Linked DNA regions of Capra hircus: region 2 is linked to region 1. Evidence: chromatin contacts called from public Hi-C data. All regions are on one chromosome and are shown on one strand. Each heading gives the region's core, a stretch centred on a gene start, on an enhancer-like site or on the middle of the called end of the contact. The rest is flanking DNA. Distances are from core to core; before and after follow the strand shown. Region 1 overlaps CAB39 (calcium-binding protein 39). Region 2 has its middle 55 kb from the start of CAB39.

What was found. A called contact is a pair of places that touch in the nucleus more often than the background predicts.
Region 2: a contact with region 1 is called in a Hi-C map of blood, with 5 times the contacts expected there. The contact joins two enhancer-like sites. A contact is called at or near these places in 2 of 5 Hi-C or Micro-C datasets (both in blood).

Annotation. Positions count from the first base shown.
Region 1 is chr2:17,108,204-17,112,528 of ARS1.2, forward strand. CAB39 (calcium-binding protein 39) reads right to left here. Exons shown (of 9, transcript XM_018058417.1): 5 at 2,717-2,885. Among named protein-coding and RNA genes, the nearest start is that of ITM2C, 50 kb to the left of the region's middle. Within about 2 kb of position 2,613, at least 2 of the 5 cell types and tissues checked have an H3K27ac peak or open chromatin away from gene starts, as enhancers often do.
Region 2 is chr2:17,242,538-17,247,036 of ARS1.2, forward strand. No RefSeq gene overlaps it. Among named protein-coding and RNA genes, the nearest start is that of CAB39, 55 kb to the left of the region's middle. Within about 2 kb of position 2,039, at least 1 of the 5 cell types and tissues checked has an H3K27ac peak or open chromatin away from gene starts, as enhancers often do.

The DNA of each region.
Region 1 (4,325 bases), core at 1,363-3,862:
CCTTATACCTACAGGTATATTATTATCAAGCTCCAAGCTCCACCAGCCTCTGGGGAGTCTACCTTCTTTTACTCTGGAAAATGGGAAATATATTTGTTGGCCTTCTGATACCCCTCCCTGTCTCCTTCATTCCTCTTTAAAAAAAAAATCACAAACAAATATTTGGCCACTGATTTACTATCTCAGTATCCCATTCATTCAAGCTCTGAACGGTAGACGTATTTCAAGCAGGTAGTTTTAATTTCCCTTTAAGACTCAGCACCTGTTCCTCCTCGTCCAGGGTTACGGATGAGCTGCATTTGTTTGAAAGTTTTTGTGTGTGGAGTACATTTTCTGGGAAGGTAGCTCTGGTCATTCTCAAAGGAGAGCATGAACCAAGGATCTATTTTTTCCATTATAAAGTCACCTCTGCCAAGAGGCCACCAGTAAACCGGAAGAGGAGCAACCTCCTTCCCTTATCAGCACCTCTGGCGTGGAGGTCAGACCAGCCCTGCCCTGACCAGACTTCTTAAGGAAGGGTGAGGAGGGAGCTTCAGTCTGTTTGACAGGCCTGTGCCTCTCCTGAAACACTCTTAATTCTAGGCCCTACTTCCTTCTGCCTCTTGGCGGGCTCTCTCCCTTCTATCAGGAGTAGCTCAGACACAGGAGCCAAGCCCATTCCTCACTGCTCTAGAGCTCTCTCCTCCAGAGCTCACCCTTAGAATCCTACCAGGTTTTAAAAGTTTCCCTTCTTCAGGTAGAGAACACCTGCCTGACTCTGCTCAGTCTCTCCATCTCTGGTGACCAGGACCCAGCAAGGTACTGAGATAGAATCATCAGCAAGGCCAATCAGACCTTCAGAGACTGGGACTCACGCTTTCGGCAGAGTTAGCACGCCTCTCACCTCAGCTGCGCCGTCTGTGCTAGGGGCATGTCCCTCGCGTCCTCTCAGTCAGGCGGACCAGCTGAACTCTCCCAGCCTGCTGCTGCTCCTCTCCTCTGCCCTCGCCCTCCTCCTCCCAGGGTCCTGCGCTCAGGCTTCCGGCTTGCTTCCCACACAGGAGCATCCCTTCCTGACACCTGGTGCTGCTACACCTCCCTCATAACAGGTCTGCTGCTTCTGAATGGGGTGTCCCCTGCCACCGGTACATCCCAATCAGGAGTCCCAACCCACCAAGTGCAGTGATACCTACGATGTCATGTTTATCACTCCACGCTATAAGCTCAAACTCATTTCACTTTGCTTTGTACATGTGTGTGCTCAGTTGCTCAATTGTGTCCGACTTTTTGCAACCCCGTGGACTGTAGCCCGCCAGGCTCCTCTGTCCATGGGATTTTACAGGCACAAATACTGGAGTGCCCTTTCTTTCTCCAGGGGATCTTCCCGACCCAGGGATCGAACAGGCGTCTCCTGCATTGGCAGGTGGATTGTTTACCAGTAAACCAACTGGGAAGCCCTTACTTTGTACATTAACATATAAATTACTGAGGTCATACCTAAAGGTTTCTGACATCCTGAATATACTCTAGGTACCTTTCACATTATTACCTTACTCTCATTCAGTGTGAAGCCCCAGGCTTCCAGGCTTTTGCCCTATTTTAAGGGTGTTCCTTCTACTGGAGGAACACATTTTATTCAAAGACCAAGGCATGTGCTCATAGTCTAGATGGGTCTTTACACATGAAACTGAATGTTTACAATAATAGTGGCTGTTTCTCACGGTGACAGTGTTGATGGTTTGCAAGCACAGTAGTCTATGTTGGATTATTAAATTCTGAAAATATTGAAATTGCAGTTCTAAACACTCAGGAGGTCAGACATTTTATATAAGGGAATGTTAACATATAACACAGAGGATGAGATAGTGACATCACTGACTCAGTGGACATAGTCTGCGCCAACTCGGGACATAGAGAAGGGTGGGAAGCCTGGTGTGCTGCAGTTCATCGGGTGACAAAGAGTTGGACGCGACTTAGTGACTGAACAACAGCAGCAGCATATAAAGGCTTGCTCTCACTGTGAAAAGCACTAATAAGCATCACTGCTTTATTCACATACCTTAAACAGCCCAGAACCTTGCAATTCAAAACAAAATGTGCATGCTGTACACTGATGCCATATCACGTGTCTTTAATTTATACAAACACACAACAGAGGGGTAAGGTGGGGGGGGGGAGGCACACTGCTGGCGATTCTGCACCCCTGCACTCTGTGTTTAATAAACAGCTCTGTTCCGAGCATCAGACGGGTGAGAGCAGCTCGCTGTGCCCTTGGGCCTGTTCACAACAGGGTCATCTGTCCTGAAGGTGGATCTACTATTTGAAGATATGTGTAATCCAAACTGCTACAGCCCTGGATGGAAGCCAACTACTCTGTCCGATGCTTAACCAAAGAAACTGCTGCACTATGTTCCAACACAGGAGACAAATCTGATTTTCACATACACTGTATATCTATATACTGTATTTGATGGGGAATTTAACATAAAGTGTACCTTTGACCATACAGGACTTATGCCTTTTAGACAGACTTGAGAGTCTTAACTTTTCCAACCTATCAGAGCTGTGACTCTACTGCACATACCTGAGTCACAAACACACATATAAAATACGTCTGCTGTCTTCCCACTAGAGGGCAGCCGTGTGTAGCTCTGGAGGGTACAGAACGTTTAGGAAAGAACAGCACACCTGTTAATCTCACTTGTATATCTATTTAGAATTCTACAGTTTTTGTTACCTTGAATGTGGCAAATGCATCTGAAGCTATGTCAAACGTTGACATTTCAACATATCTGAAGAAATCATAAAACTGTTCCGACCACAAAATGATTTTTGCAAGTGGTTCATGTCTGATGCATTCTCTTAACATTATTCCACAATTTAGGGCTATTTCTGGAGATTCATACCTGCAAAAAGAAAAGACAAATATGACTGCTTTCCCCCCATCACTGTTCTTTTCAAACTCCCAACAGTTCCAGTTTCTAGAACAGGAAGTTTCAGACATGTTCTAACTAAGTGACAGAGAAGGTTACAAGGTGCATCTCTCTCAGCGGAGAGTATGTGCTCAGAGGGGTGAGTCTGGAGGGCACACATGCGTCAGTGGGTGGTGACCGCTTCAACGCCAAGAAAAGCGACAGCCTTGACAGTGAGTATGTGGGTAAAAGCTCATTCCTTCAGTTAAAAGACTTGAAGGGAGGTATTCAGGGTCACACCGCCAGAGAGGGTTTAGTTCACCTGAGGTGCTCTCAACATTTCAGAAAAACCAAACACTGAATCAAAAAACAATAGAAACGTAAGTTTCCTAAAGTCACAGTATCTAAATGGGTCTATCAAATTATACAGCATTTACACTTCATTGTTTCAATTTAATACTCAAAATAGTACTTCCAAGACTGCTGGCAACACATAAAGGCCAGAGCTTCTAAGACTGCTGGCAACACATAAACGCTAGAGCCGAAAGCCTGGTCTTGAGGATGTCACCAAGCGCCTTGTCATGGGGCCTGAGGGCTCTCAAGTGGACACGGGCTCCATGTACCCCTCCTCAGCTCTCCACACAGACTTCCTCTACTCCATCTCAAGGTCGTTCGCTTCTTTCTTCCCCCTGATCAGAAAGAGAATCTCGTTCTCCTCTCAACACAGCAGCCTTCTCCATTCTGATGTGCACCAAACCTCTCGGACTGGACTCTGTCTGCCATCTGCTCACACACGTCACCCCGTCACTCCACTTCCTCTCACACTTGCACACTCAGGCTGAATCTCCTTCCCCACTCACAGCCACCTTCAGTTTCCTGCCACTGAATCCAAAGACCTCGTGGCTAAAACAAATGATCTTCTAATACAAATTCTGCTTTTAATTTCTGGACAATGTAGACCTCTGCATCTCTTTCTTTAAAAAATGAAAGCAAGACCCCCAGTTCTCCTTTCTACCTCCTCTGTTCTTATTTCTTGCCTGGCTGAAGTCTTTCTTCCATTGCTCTGACCCCTAAGATCTCACAGTTCCCACCATGGCTCCCAAACTGCCCCAGCCCAGATCCACCCTGAACTGTAGTGAAGTTATTTTCTGTTGCTTTTGGACAGTTCCATAAACTTGATGTGTCTAATATAGCATCACTATTTTGCTTCAGATATCCGGGTCTAAAACAGGTCTTACAGAACTTTCTTTGATAATGGAAATGTTCTCTATCTTTGCCGGCTACTGAGCACTTGACAACTGGCTACTATGACTGAGGGACTGAATTTTAAATGTCATTTAAATTTAAAATAAATAATTACATGCTGTTAGTAAGAACGGTGTTGAACCGCACAGATCTGAACACTGCCCTCTTTGTCCACTCCCAGTCTTCCCA
Region 2 (4,499 bases), core at 789-3,288, 130 kb after region 1:
GTTCTGTTGTACAGCACAGGGAACTGCCTTCAGTATCTGTAATAGCTTATAATGGAAAAGAATCTAAAACAGAAAAGGTGCATATATTACCGAATCACTTCGCTGTATACCTGCAACACTGTGTACAATACTTCCATAGAATAAACAGATAAAAACATAAGGAAGAATTCACTCTCCTTCTCATCTCTCCCCTTATTCTAGTCTTCACCTTAAAGAAATATCAAATAGCCAGGAAAAAAAATCCAATGAAAGTTATTTGAGATTTACATAGTAAATGTACGGAACATTACTGAGAGAATTTAAAGACGGGCAAAAGTGGAGATCTCTACCCTAGTGATGGATTAGAAGACTAAATATTTTAAAAAGTTAAATATGACAGTTCTTTCTAAATCTGCCTATAGATTCAGGGCAATCCCAGTAACAATCCTAACTGGTTACTTTGTGGTTATTGAGATGACGATTCTGAAATTTGTGTGGAAATTAAAATAATGTAGAATAGCCAAGGAAATGCTGGGCTTCCCAGGTGGCGCTAGTGGTAAAAACCTGCCCGCCAGTGCAGGAGACATAAGAGACGTGGGTTTGATCCCAGGGTTGGGAAGATCCCCTGGAGGCGGAAATGACAACCCATTCCAGTATTCTTGCCTGGAGAATTCCACGGACAGAGGAGCCTGGCGGGCTACAGTCCATAGGGTTGCACAGAGTCGGATACGACTGAATTGACTTAGCACACAAGCAAGGCAATTCTGAATGAAAACAAAGATGGAGACACGTTACCTGATTTCAAGACTTACTATGAAGCTACAACAATTAAGACCGTCTGGTGGTGGTGCAAGAATAGGCAAATAGATTGACAGAATAGAAAAGAGAATTAAGAAACTGTCCTGGACTCCCCTGGTGGTCTAGTGGCTAAGACTTCGTGCGGTCTTCCCAAGGCAGGGGTCTGGTGTTTGATCCCTGGTCAGGGAACTAAGATCTCTCATGCTGCAACTAAAAACTGGTGCAACCAGATAAATACATAATCCAAATATATATTTTGAAAAATTGGACTTAAAAAATACTGTCCTTACATATATGGTTCTTGATTTATGGCAAAAGCTCCATGGTAAGTCAGTAAAGAAAGACTTTTGTCAATAAATGATGTGGATCAATGGCATGGGGAAAAAATAATCCTGACCCTTACCTCTCACAATATATTAATTAGTTTAAGATGGATCACAGTCCTAAATGCCAAAGCTGAAAACAAGTGTGATGGCATTGCTTGACCTTGGTGGTGGTGTATGATGGTATAATTTGTTATATGTTTGTCCACTTCATGACAATTCATCCACCCAGATATGTGTTTTATGCTCTTCTAATCATTGAATTATAGTCCACAATAAAGTTTATTTGGAAAGCAAGGTAGAAGTAAAAGAACTCGAAAATGATTACATTTTACTGTGAGTAAATTACACTTTAACAGGAAAATAAAAAGGCAGAGTAAGTCAGGGCTGATCAGAGCTGGTGTCCCTGACACTGGTCAGTCACCAAGTCCAACCTGATGAACGGAGCATCATGTGAGCCCCACCCCATGTACAGTCCATCCCATTCCGAGGACAGCGGGAGAGGAAGTGGAGGGTTCGGTAGGCAGGAAGAAGTCATGAGTGGTGTGATGAGTATCTGACTCTATTCAGATTCAGTTTCAAGATCTGATGAGCATGCAGAAGGGAGTGGAAAAACCCCAAGGCCTCCCGTCCCCGGGTGTTAGACAGGAAGCCCAGCGATGAGGACATCCAGAACACCAGTGTGACTGATGTGTTGACTGGATAAGCTGCAAGGCGCCATTTGTCCCCTCATGAAAACTCAAACCTGCTCTTTGAGATCATCTTGTCTTTTTTCTGGTCTCTTGGTTTGCCTCTCCCCAGAAACAGACTCTGAGTGCAAGCTGTTCATATGGAGACCATCCCAGAACACACAGGTAGGAGGAGTGAGGAGGTGAGACAGGAAAGGGAGTGAGCCAGTGAAGAGTGACTTTTCTGGCCAGGGATCGAGAGCCACGCCAGCTGTGGGGCTTGGTACTTAAGCAGCAGCCTCCTGCTCCTCCCTGGTTGCGGACTGCTTCCAGATCCGCGAGGTCTGTGGCACGCCCGGTTTGCCTTGCTCAAGGCTTGGATAAAAGCCCTCAGCCAGAGTTGCAGGTATTGGCAACACGGTCTTCCTGCACAGGGTGAAATCCGAGGGGTATGGTCGTGAGTGTTCACTAGAATGGGTTAAGATCTAGGGAAGGGCCACAGGTTTTCCAGGCCTTTTTAGTCACAAGAGAAGACTCACTCCTCTCAACGGTCAAAAATAGTCTCATCATGGTTGATACTTTATTGTCCTTAAATCCTTCCCGTGCCACTAGCTGAGGCCTTCCGTGGTCTGGACACCAGCAGGAAGACGACCTGACTGTCTTTCTGTCTCCATGTTTTTCCACTTCTACTACCTGCTCTGGTTGGTCTCTGCAGGGCTGCATCAGAGGAGACAAAAGTGGTAGGAAAGGCGTGACCTGACTGGCTCCCTTGTAATCTGGCTCTGGCCGTCTCTGCGTGGTAGAGATGTCAGTTGCTATGACTAGTTTTCTCAGGGAGCAATTTTTTGAGGGGGTTGCTTTTCAGGGATTCTAACCTTGCCAGGTGTCTTGCACCTGCAGTTCCCTTGAAGTGGGCAATGGCTCCCTCTGCTGGCCAACTGATTATCAGTAGGTGCCCCCCGCTGCCACCCCCTGACCTCTGCTTTCTGTTTCAATCTCCTGATGTACGTCGCTGTGGTTCTCTGGGCAGACTCTCTCTCAAGAAGACCTGGTCCAGCTCCCTTCCTCAAGTCTAGCTCTGGCCTCTGGGAGATGCACACCCATTTTTGTCCCGTCAGGCTCTCCAAGTTATAGCCATTCCCATTCCCACTCAGGTTATGCCTCTTCTTGCAAGCTGCCAGCTTCCTACGACTCACAGCGGGAGTTCAGCGACAACCTCCAATCTTTAGATTCTGTGGATGTTGATGCAAGCCCTTTTCATATCTAGCTTTCCAAAGGTCTGTCTTAAAGCCCCCGTCGGTGGCTTGAAGTGGTTCCTAGTGCCTTGCGATGCCAGCTTGTCAGCTAGAAGCTTTGGGTTGAGAGGAATGCAAAATCCAAGTCACAGTGGCTTAAATGATGACGCTTCTAAATTGCAAGATAAGAGTGTTTCAGGGCAGACTGATCTTGTAGTTTAAAGATCTTTCCAAAGACCCAGGGGCTTTGCGTTTCTCTGCTTTGCTGCTAACCCTCTCAGCTGTGTCTGTAGATGGCTGTTGGAGATGCAATTTAGGTTTCCTGTCTTCTGCTTCACATCGAGCAGTTTCCCTCCTTCTCCAGAGATCTCTCTGTCCCACCATTCTAAGGAGGATCCTGGGAGTCATTCTGATTGGCCCAGTTTAAGATACCTGTTCATGGACCAGGGACTTGCGGGTGAGGGGAGGGAAGATGCTGATTGGCTAAGCCTCTCAGAGTCTGACTTGATACGACCGACCGGAGGCATATCAGTTCCTCTGCAGTACATGGTTGGTGTGAAAAAGGGGTGAATACACAAGTGAAAACTAGGTATTAGAAAGAGGGTAATGGGTGCTAAGTAGTCAACTGTATTCGTTTCCTAGGGCTGCTGTTACAAAGCACTCTAAACTGGATGGCTTAAGACAACAGAAATTCACTGTCTCACAGTTTTAGGAGTCTGAATCAAGAGGTTGGCAGGGGGAACTGCCTGGGGGTCCAGTGGTTAAGACTGCACGTTCTCACCGCTGAGGGCGTGGGTTCAGTCCTTGATCGGGGAGCTAAGATCGCACAAGCTGCGTGGTGTGACCAAAAATGTGGTGGCCGGGCCTTGCTGTCTCTGACGACTGTAGGAGAGGACCCTTCTGGCTCTGGTGTCTGCCGGCAGCCCGTGACAGCCCTTGGCTTGGAGGTAGGCCACTGTAGTCACATTGCCGCCCTCTGCCTGTGCCTCTTCACGTTGTTTTCTGAGTGTTTTTGTGCTCACAAGATGCTCTCTTCTCTTACAAAGACACCAGTAAGACTGGGTTAAAACCCCGCTCTACTAGTGTATGACCTCACTTTAACTTGCAATGACTCTATTTCCAAGTAGAGTCACCGTCTGAGATATTGAGGGTTAAGGCTTCAACATACCTTTTTTGGGGACACCATTCAACTCATAATAACAACAGACATTCTATGTAAAACTATTCTCACAGCTTATTTTCACACAGAAGTATTTAATCTGATGATATAATTTACTCATCACACTTGAATCAAAATGACATTTGTTTATTTCTCATAAGCAATTTCACTTAAAAGAAGAACTATTAACCCTCTCAGAAGTTATTCAAAAGTTCATGCTATCTGTTCTGAAGATAAACTCCAAAGAGGAGTATCAAAAATATTTTTACATTGACAATATCATTAGCGTATAGGCAGAGCCTTCAAAGAATGGTATTGTGGCCACTCACTCATTTGG